Regions from separate parts of the Zea mays genome. Here region 1 is linked to region 2. Evidence: chromatin contacts called from public Hi-C data. All regions are on one chromosome and are shown on one strand. The core of a region is the stretch at or near the end of the contact, and the rest is flanking DNA. Distances in the headings are between cores, read along the strand shown.

Region 1 (3,725 bases), core at 1,159-3,658, 310 kb after region 2:
TGAAGCTTCTGGGGTTTTCCGCATTGCAAGTTATATTGCCACCATCCACTTCCGTACCAATTGAATTAAGATCAGGCTCATTCCTAGATACTGAAAGTGGGTTACTTTCTAGCTGGTTACTAAAATCATGTTCTTCAGGAGAACTGACAATTTTGCCATGCAGTAGATCACAGGACATATTAGTACACCTCGTTGAATCATCTGTGCATTTTCTTTCATCAGGATCATTCACAGTTGAAGAAACCTCTTTATGTACATCACAAGTTTCATCAGACCTATTGAACTTTTGGGAATAATCTGCATTGGAAAGTTCTGGATCTTTTAAGCTGATATTCTCATGAACATTCATGGAGTTGCAAACACCCAATTTCCTTTCAGCATCAATAGAAAGAGAAGTTACAACATTGTCACATGCTTCATCGTGGGTTTTATGATCATCAGAATTGTCGACAGTATCCAGATGATGCCCAGAGGAAGGCTCTCTGGCAGGATGTTTTTTTATCATTTCAAATGCATCTGTAATATCCATTAGAGGGTCCTTATGATGTGCAGAGACAAGTTCTCCAGCAACAAGTCCTTTTTCCTGTTCAGGAAAGCCATTCATCTCCTTAAGAGGGTCCTTCTGATTCACAGAGATATCTCCTGAAGATTCTTTTCCCTGCTGAGGCAACTCAGAAGGTTCTTTTCCCTGTTGAGGCAACACAGAAGGTTCTTTTCCCTGTTGAGGCAACACAGAAGGTTCTTTCCCCTGTTGAGGCAACATAGAAGGTTCTTTTCCCTGTTGAGGCAACACAGACGGTTCTTTTCCCGGTTGAGGCAACACAGACGGTTCTTTTCCCTGTTGAGGCAACACACAAGGTTCTTTTCCCTGTTGAGGCAAGATAGTGATCTCCTGAGATCCACATGGCACTGCCATCAAGGATGGTCGACCATCTAACAGTTCTGCTGGACTCAGACCTTCATACCTTACATTTGCAGCGCTGTGGCCAAAATTGCCAGATACCTCTCCAGAGGTCTTCTGCTGAGTCTTCTCGTAGTTTCCATCTATGTTGGTACCCAATTCTCCAGATTTACTAACCCTGCGCCTTTTAGCTTTCCTTTGGTGAAAGGACAACTGATGTTGCATATAGGCGCTCTGGTCATGAAACGTCAAATTGCATTTCCGGCACTCCTTTGCATTCACTTCTATTGGAGCTTCATCCTTCTGAAGTTTTTGTTGATGAGAATCACCAGAGGAATTAAACAATGCAACTGAATTAACTGGCACTGCAATTTGCTTTTCCTCAATTGAGATGGTTTGCTGGTGAAGACCTACAGACTGATCAAAAGTACTTTTAAATTAAACTATGAAAACCCAAGCACACAAATAAAATGCATAATCAAAACTTACATTAACATGTAGGTCATGCACTCCTGCATTGTTAATCTGAGAGGCAGTTGGCTTTGCCTCCTGATATCCAAGAAGGGACAAGAGGTAGGAAGATACTTCTTTGCAAGTAGCAAACTGATGTCCTTTGGGGCTGAGTATGATATAAGCAATTCAGCACAGGTGAATAACAGCTGTAGAAAAATAATTTGACAAATGCTATAGGCTACTAATGAAATAAGAAACAAATCAAAAAGTACATATATCCAGGTGTTGTGGAAATTAACCACTGTAAAGGCAGATGTTATAGTGGCATACTGTTCTAGGCTCCTAGCAAAAACTTGGCACAGCTATGCTTTTTCTCTCTCGAATACGCATGAGAGCTGTGTATCATTTATATTAAGGAGAAACAAGGGGTTAAGAAACCCTACAACAACCACTGATTACAACACGCCAAACAGCTATGCTTTTCATCAAACAACTACAAAATTACGTGATTCATATCGTTAAAAGGAAACAAAAAGACATTTTCACAGAAAAAGATATGTTTTTATAACTGCATGCATTTGTGATGGCACTAACATCAGTCTTGAATCTTGATGCGATGGTATTTCACTAATTTTGCTTGTTTGGGTATTAGCCTAATTTTCTCAAACTCAGATGAAGATGATAGTTGTTCAGATATATGCAGCTCGATGTTGTAAGCCTATTGTATATATGTTTAAGCGCTTGAGGGCACGGATCTGAGCAGCATATTTCATATAGAAGTCCTATCCTCCTAATCTCAATTTCATGTTTCAGTTAGGTTACTGACCTATTGGGGAAAGACAACTCAGTGCTAAAGAGTAAGTAGACAATCTTTCTATGACAGAAGCACTGTGAGGCTACTATGGAACTTGTGAAAAAACATGCATATAATCACTTCGTGACAGTTTGAAACAGAATCTGAATCATTATACATACTCTGAAAGACTGAAACCGTACCAACTGAAGCCTATACTACAATAAACAAGTATGCCTGGGTACAGGAACAGACCTCACATAACGGCGGCAATTAATCCATGCGACACGCTCCTTTCGCTTGAGCCCAAGCAGCAGTTTCCACCCACAGGGCAGGTGGTCACCGAACATGCCAGCATTCACAAACTTCCTCCGACGCCTCCGGCTTCCCCATTGCCCTTCCAGCGCGTTCATGAATCCCAGCAGCTCGGACTCTGACCCCAATCCTGCCGTACGCTGACGTAGCTCTTCCCCATACGGATCCACAAGATCGGCGAGTCTCACCAGGTCAACCACCAAACCCTTTGGATTCAGCACTACCCTATCGGGGTCTGCCGCCGCAGCAGACGGCGGCGGCAGAGACGGCGCGGGCGGTGCAGGTGCTGTTATCGCGGGCGCGGCTAGGGTTTGCGGTCGGGGTGGAATCGTAGGCGGAGCAGGGTACGAGGGGTCGTCACGCGCGAAGAGGCGTTGGAGGTAGAACACAATGAGGCGGTTGTCGGGGTCCTCCTCGGTGGGGGCAGCTGGCGTAGATAAGGAGGAGGCCCCGGTGGTGGTGGGCGTTAGTTTGTGGGATATGTTGGTGGCGACGCGGCGACGGGAGAAGGTTTGTTTGCGGGAACCTGCGCTCTCGTTGAAAACGGCGCGGTCGATCTTCGGGGGAGAGAGGAACTCGCTATCGCGGCGCCGGCGCCGGCCCCGGCGGGAGTCGACGGCGTAGGGCGATGCGGCAGCTAGGGCCACGAGATCCGACTGTGTCAGCGCCCGGAGATCCACTACGGCTGCTACCTCAGTCCCCATTGCCCAGCGTCGCCGTCACCGGCGGCTGCTGGGCGACGGAGGATTCGGGGTTTGGCTTAGGAGGGGAGGAAACGCATGAGTGCAGAGTGCTGGATGCGACGAGGACGATGGGGACGGGAGATGTTCAAGACAGGAGTGGGCCAGTGTGGGTTGAGATGTCGAGTGGCGCGGCGGGCCCCGTAATCGAACGGTTACGGTGCCTTCCAATTTGCGTGTTGATTTGATCAAACCCTGGACTGTGAATACTGAACCCAACTAGTCTCACGTGGTCATCACTCACCGCGCCGCCGCCGCCGCCACCGCCAGCAATGGCGCGCCGCCTCTTCTGTGCCACGAGAACGCTCCTCCTTCCTGCCCCAGCTCCCGTGCCGGCGCCCACCTCTGCGTCTTCTGCAGCGGCCGCGGAAGCGTCGGCCTCGCTCCTGCCACTGCTCCCCTGCAAGCGGAGAAAGAAGCTCCTGAGGAAGCTCAACAGCCCACGGGTCGCGCCTATCGAGCCGGAGGCCGCGCGTCGCGTTCCGGCCCTCGACGCCGTGCTCGACCGCGATACGGCCTTCCG
Region 2 (3,510 bases), core at 546-3,045:
ACACGTAGCAGCAGGCAGCAGCTACATGTTTTTTTTTAAAAAAAAAGTCAAAAAAAAAACGAACTGCGAGCACGTTAAAATTCACACGAAACCGCCTAGTACTTTCCCTCAAAGGTCAATACTACTCGCTAGTCGTTCCACCGCTCGCTCCCAGCGGACGTCAGGACGTGTCCTTTCTCCTTTGCAGCCGCCGCGCACGGAAGCAGACCACGCAGGGCGCAGCAGGCAAAAACGACAGCACCCGGCGTCCGGCACCGGCAACAAGGCAAGGCCACCGCGGGCCGGCAGCAGCCGGCAGGTGCAGCGGACCGCGCGTGTAGGCGGGCGCATCGCATGAGGTGGGCACGGACGCGGACACAGGCACGTGCTCCCCTGCCCCACCGCCCACTGCGCCCTCGACACCTCACCATCGGCATCAGCGGCCACCGTTCCCCCACCGCCCCAGCCGGAGCCCACCCCCGTTTTCTATTTGCCGCCAGCTGGTCCAGCCCTACTCTACTCTTACTCTACTCTACCGCGCCGGATAGGGAGGGCGGGAGGTGTGCGTATAATAATAATGGGCTCTGGCAGCTTGCGGGACGCGACCAGATCCAGGGCGCACAGACAGCTGTTGCGTCTGTGGCCCAGATCCATCAGCTTGTTCGGCTGCCACAGAGAGAGCACTGTTGCAGCTGCAAAATACTGTTGCGGCTGCAATCCCTAGAGACAAAATACTGTAGAAGCCGCAGCCGCAGTTGGATTAAAGCCGCAGCGAACAAGCCACATACCCCTAGCTCGATCTACAAGCACGAGCTCATCATGCCCATGGATCCTGGCCTGGCCTGGTCTCTCTGCATCGACGTTCGTTCGTGTGTGTGTATGTGTGCAGCCCAAGCTCAAGATCGCGCAACAACGGTGAGCTCTACACCACAGTAACACTGCACTACTCTCAGTCTACTACTCAGTAGTACGAGCACTCTCCAAGATCTGATCCGATCTGATACGATCACCGAGCTAAAATGTAGTAAGCAGTAGCTGCGAAAGAGAATCAACAGGGTATTATACAAATGGATGAACGGAGCACAACACCACCGAGCCAGCCCAACCAATCTGTCCGAGCCACGGTCCTACACTGTAGCAACACGAACGAACAGATGCCGCCAGTCCTACTGAATCGAATGCCGAATGGAATATGGATATTCGGATGGAAGAAAAAAAATGGTGAAAAGAAAAAAAAAGAAGGAATCAACGGCTCAACACGGATAACAAATAAATTACAGCACGGGGCAGTGCAGATCTCCCTTCTCTCAGTAGAAGGCGGCGGCGGCGGCGGCCACGGCGGCAGCGGCGGCGAACCACTTGGCGGCGGCGGGGGAGACGGCGGCGGCGGCGCTGGGGGCAGGGGGCACCTCGGCGGAGGGCGTCGGGGCGGGGCCCTCCGTGGGCATCGGCGGGGAGCTCATCTCGGGGGTCGGGGCCTCGGCCTTGGGCGCCGGGGCAAGGGCCTCGGGCGCGGGGGCGGGGGCCTTGGGAGCGGGCGCCGGGGCCGGGGGAGGCGTGGCCGGAGGCTGGGCGGGCGGCGACACCGGCGCCGGGGCGGGCGGCGGGGTCGCGGGCGTCGGAGGCGGCGTCGCCGGCGGGGGAGGAGACGCCTTGGGAGCCGGCGTCGGGGTGGCGGCCGGGGCCTGCGCCGCCGCGGCGGCGAAGAGCATTGCCATGGCCAGGGCCGCGAGCTGGAAGCGCGCCATTGCAGCCGAGTAGGCGAGAGAGAAGCTTGATGAGCGTGTGCGTGTGTGTGTGTGTACTGTGATGGTGTGTGCCCGGTGCCGGGACAGTAGAGGGCCGCGTCTTATAAAGAGGTCGAAGCCGAGGTTACGACGCGTAATTACTAGTCCTGCCAGGGGTTTAGCTGCTACTTTCCTCGAAGATCAGCCGCCGTTGGATCGGTCCGTGACGGCGATGTCACATTTTGCCCAGAGCCTGTTTCGAGTATGATAAAAAAATCTGAAGATGGGGTTTGGCTACATCTCCATTTTCGCCCAATGGACATGGTCGGTTGTGAGCTGGCGCTCACTGTATGTCTTGTCGTGCGTACGTATTTTTGGATTTTGGGAAATGCGGCAACGGTCCACCCATTTATAATGTTCTCTCTCTCTCTCTTTTAAAAAAATAGGCCCCATCAAATATTATCAGCTCCATATACGGTCTCATTTGGCACCCACATATATTGTTTCTGTCTATACAATACTGCCATTCAGAATAAGGAAATTGTGCCGCTATTTTTTTATGAATTTGAAGGGGGGAAATAAAACTTCAATGCGGCTTGAGTAGCCGTTGATAATGTCGTTGGCGCGGCCACTTGTACATCTCATCTCCAGCTAAGGTTCGTTGCCCAGAATAGTGCCTTTGAAACGGGATGATTAGCTTGTTGAAACTAATCAATGAGGCCCCCATGTTCCGCGCTCAGATTTTTTATATTCGGGCCATCTCTAAACGGCTCACAATACTGCTGAACCACCTCCGAAACGGTGGCAACCTACACCTAGGGATAAAAATGAGGCATAAATCACAACATCATATTAAATACATCTCTGCCTCTCTATCACCTCTCTCTTACAGAGATTGACCGGCTATATTTGGCTTACAAGTCCACGGTTCCTTATTGATACTGTTACTGTTAGACTGTTTCCGGTAAATAGAGTAGAATAGGAGACACAAAACTGTACATGACACTATTCACACTGTTTAGAGAGTAAAATTTAAAATAGAGGATGAGACAGAGGATCTGCTAGAGATAGCCTTAAGTTGTTATGAAAAACGCGTTTACATACGACGGCCTATTAGCAGTTGTGTATTCTTGTGACTTTGATCCATATGATAAATCCAGCGATTTCCAGCCTATGTAACCAGATTCTTCCAATAAAAGCTATATATAATCCTACGTGCACGATGGTCAACTTGATCGATGCAAGAGAACTCTAGTGACCTCCCACCTAATGATCTAACCAAACCCTTCCAAAAACCAGAGTTTGAGTTTCACTGCTTGGTGACGCTGAACTTGATCCACAGGGTAAATCCAGTAAAATCTAACCTACTCAAATAGAACCGGAAAATATATGGGGCCAGATTGTTACCCATTACCAGCAAAGCTGCAGACGGATGAAGTTGCTCGTGTTACTTGCAAGACATGGACAACAGACCATGTAAATAACCGTACAAAATACTGTTATACAATGTTTATAAAACATAGTTTGAAATAGAGAATAGTATAAAGAGTCAGGCTACTCTGCCGCGTTCATGATCGATCATGGAGTCCACACAGCGTTTCCGGTGACCATCGTGGCCATCAGGCTGGGTTGTGCCCAGGTTGGAAGATTCCGGCCGGCCGCACGGACAGTCGGCAATAGCAACCCGCTTTTCTTGCTAGTTGTGCTGTTGTTAGACCCTTTGAGCTCTCGTTGTATTATCCCATCTAAGGTTATTCGTTCGTCCCGTGCAAAGCGCGCAAGTCTATTCCTCTTTTCTACATCT

The links. A called contact is a pair of places that touch in the nucleus more often than the background predicts.
Region 1: a contact with region 2 is called in a Hi-C map of endosperm, with 8 times the contacts expected there. The contact joins the promoter of LOC100279021 here to the promoter of LOC100275651 in region 2. A contact is called at or near these places in 3 of 25 Hi-C or Micro-C datasets (bundle sheath, endosperm and leaf).

Annotation. Positions count from the first base shown.
Region 1 is chr2:193,350,242-193,353,966 of Zm-B73-REFERENCE-NAM-5.0, forward strand. LOC100279021 reads left to right here and starts at 2,409. Exons shown (of 3, transcript XM_035965424.1): 1 at 2,409-3,725. The coding sequence starts at 3,475. mbd117 (methyl binding domain 117) reads right to left here and starts at 3,166. Exons shown (of 4, transcript NM_001130128.1): 1 at 2,403-3,166; 2 at 1,391-1,520; 3 at 1-1,318. The coding sequence starts at 3,166.
Region 2 is chr2:193,038,748-193,042,257 of Zm-B73-REFERENCE-NAM-5.0, forward strand. LOC100275651 reads right to left here and starts at 1,796. Exons shown (of 1, transcript NM_001367826.1): 1 at 1,016-1,796. The coding sequence starts at 1,727. The coding sequence ends at 1,287.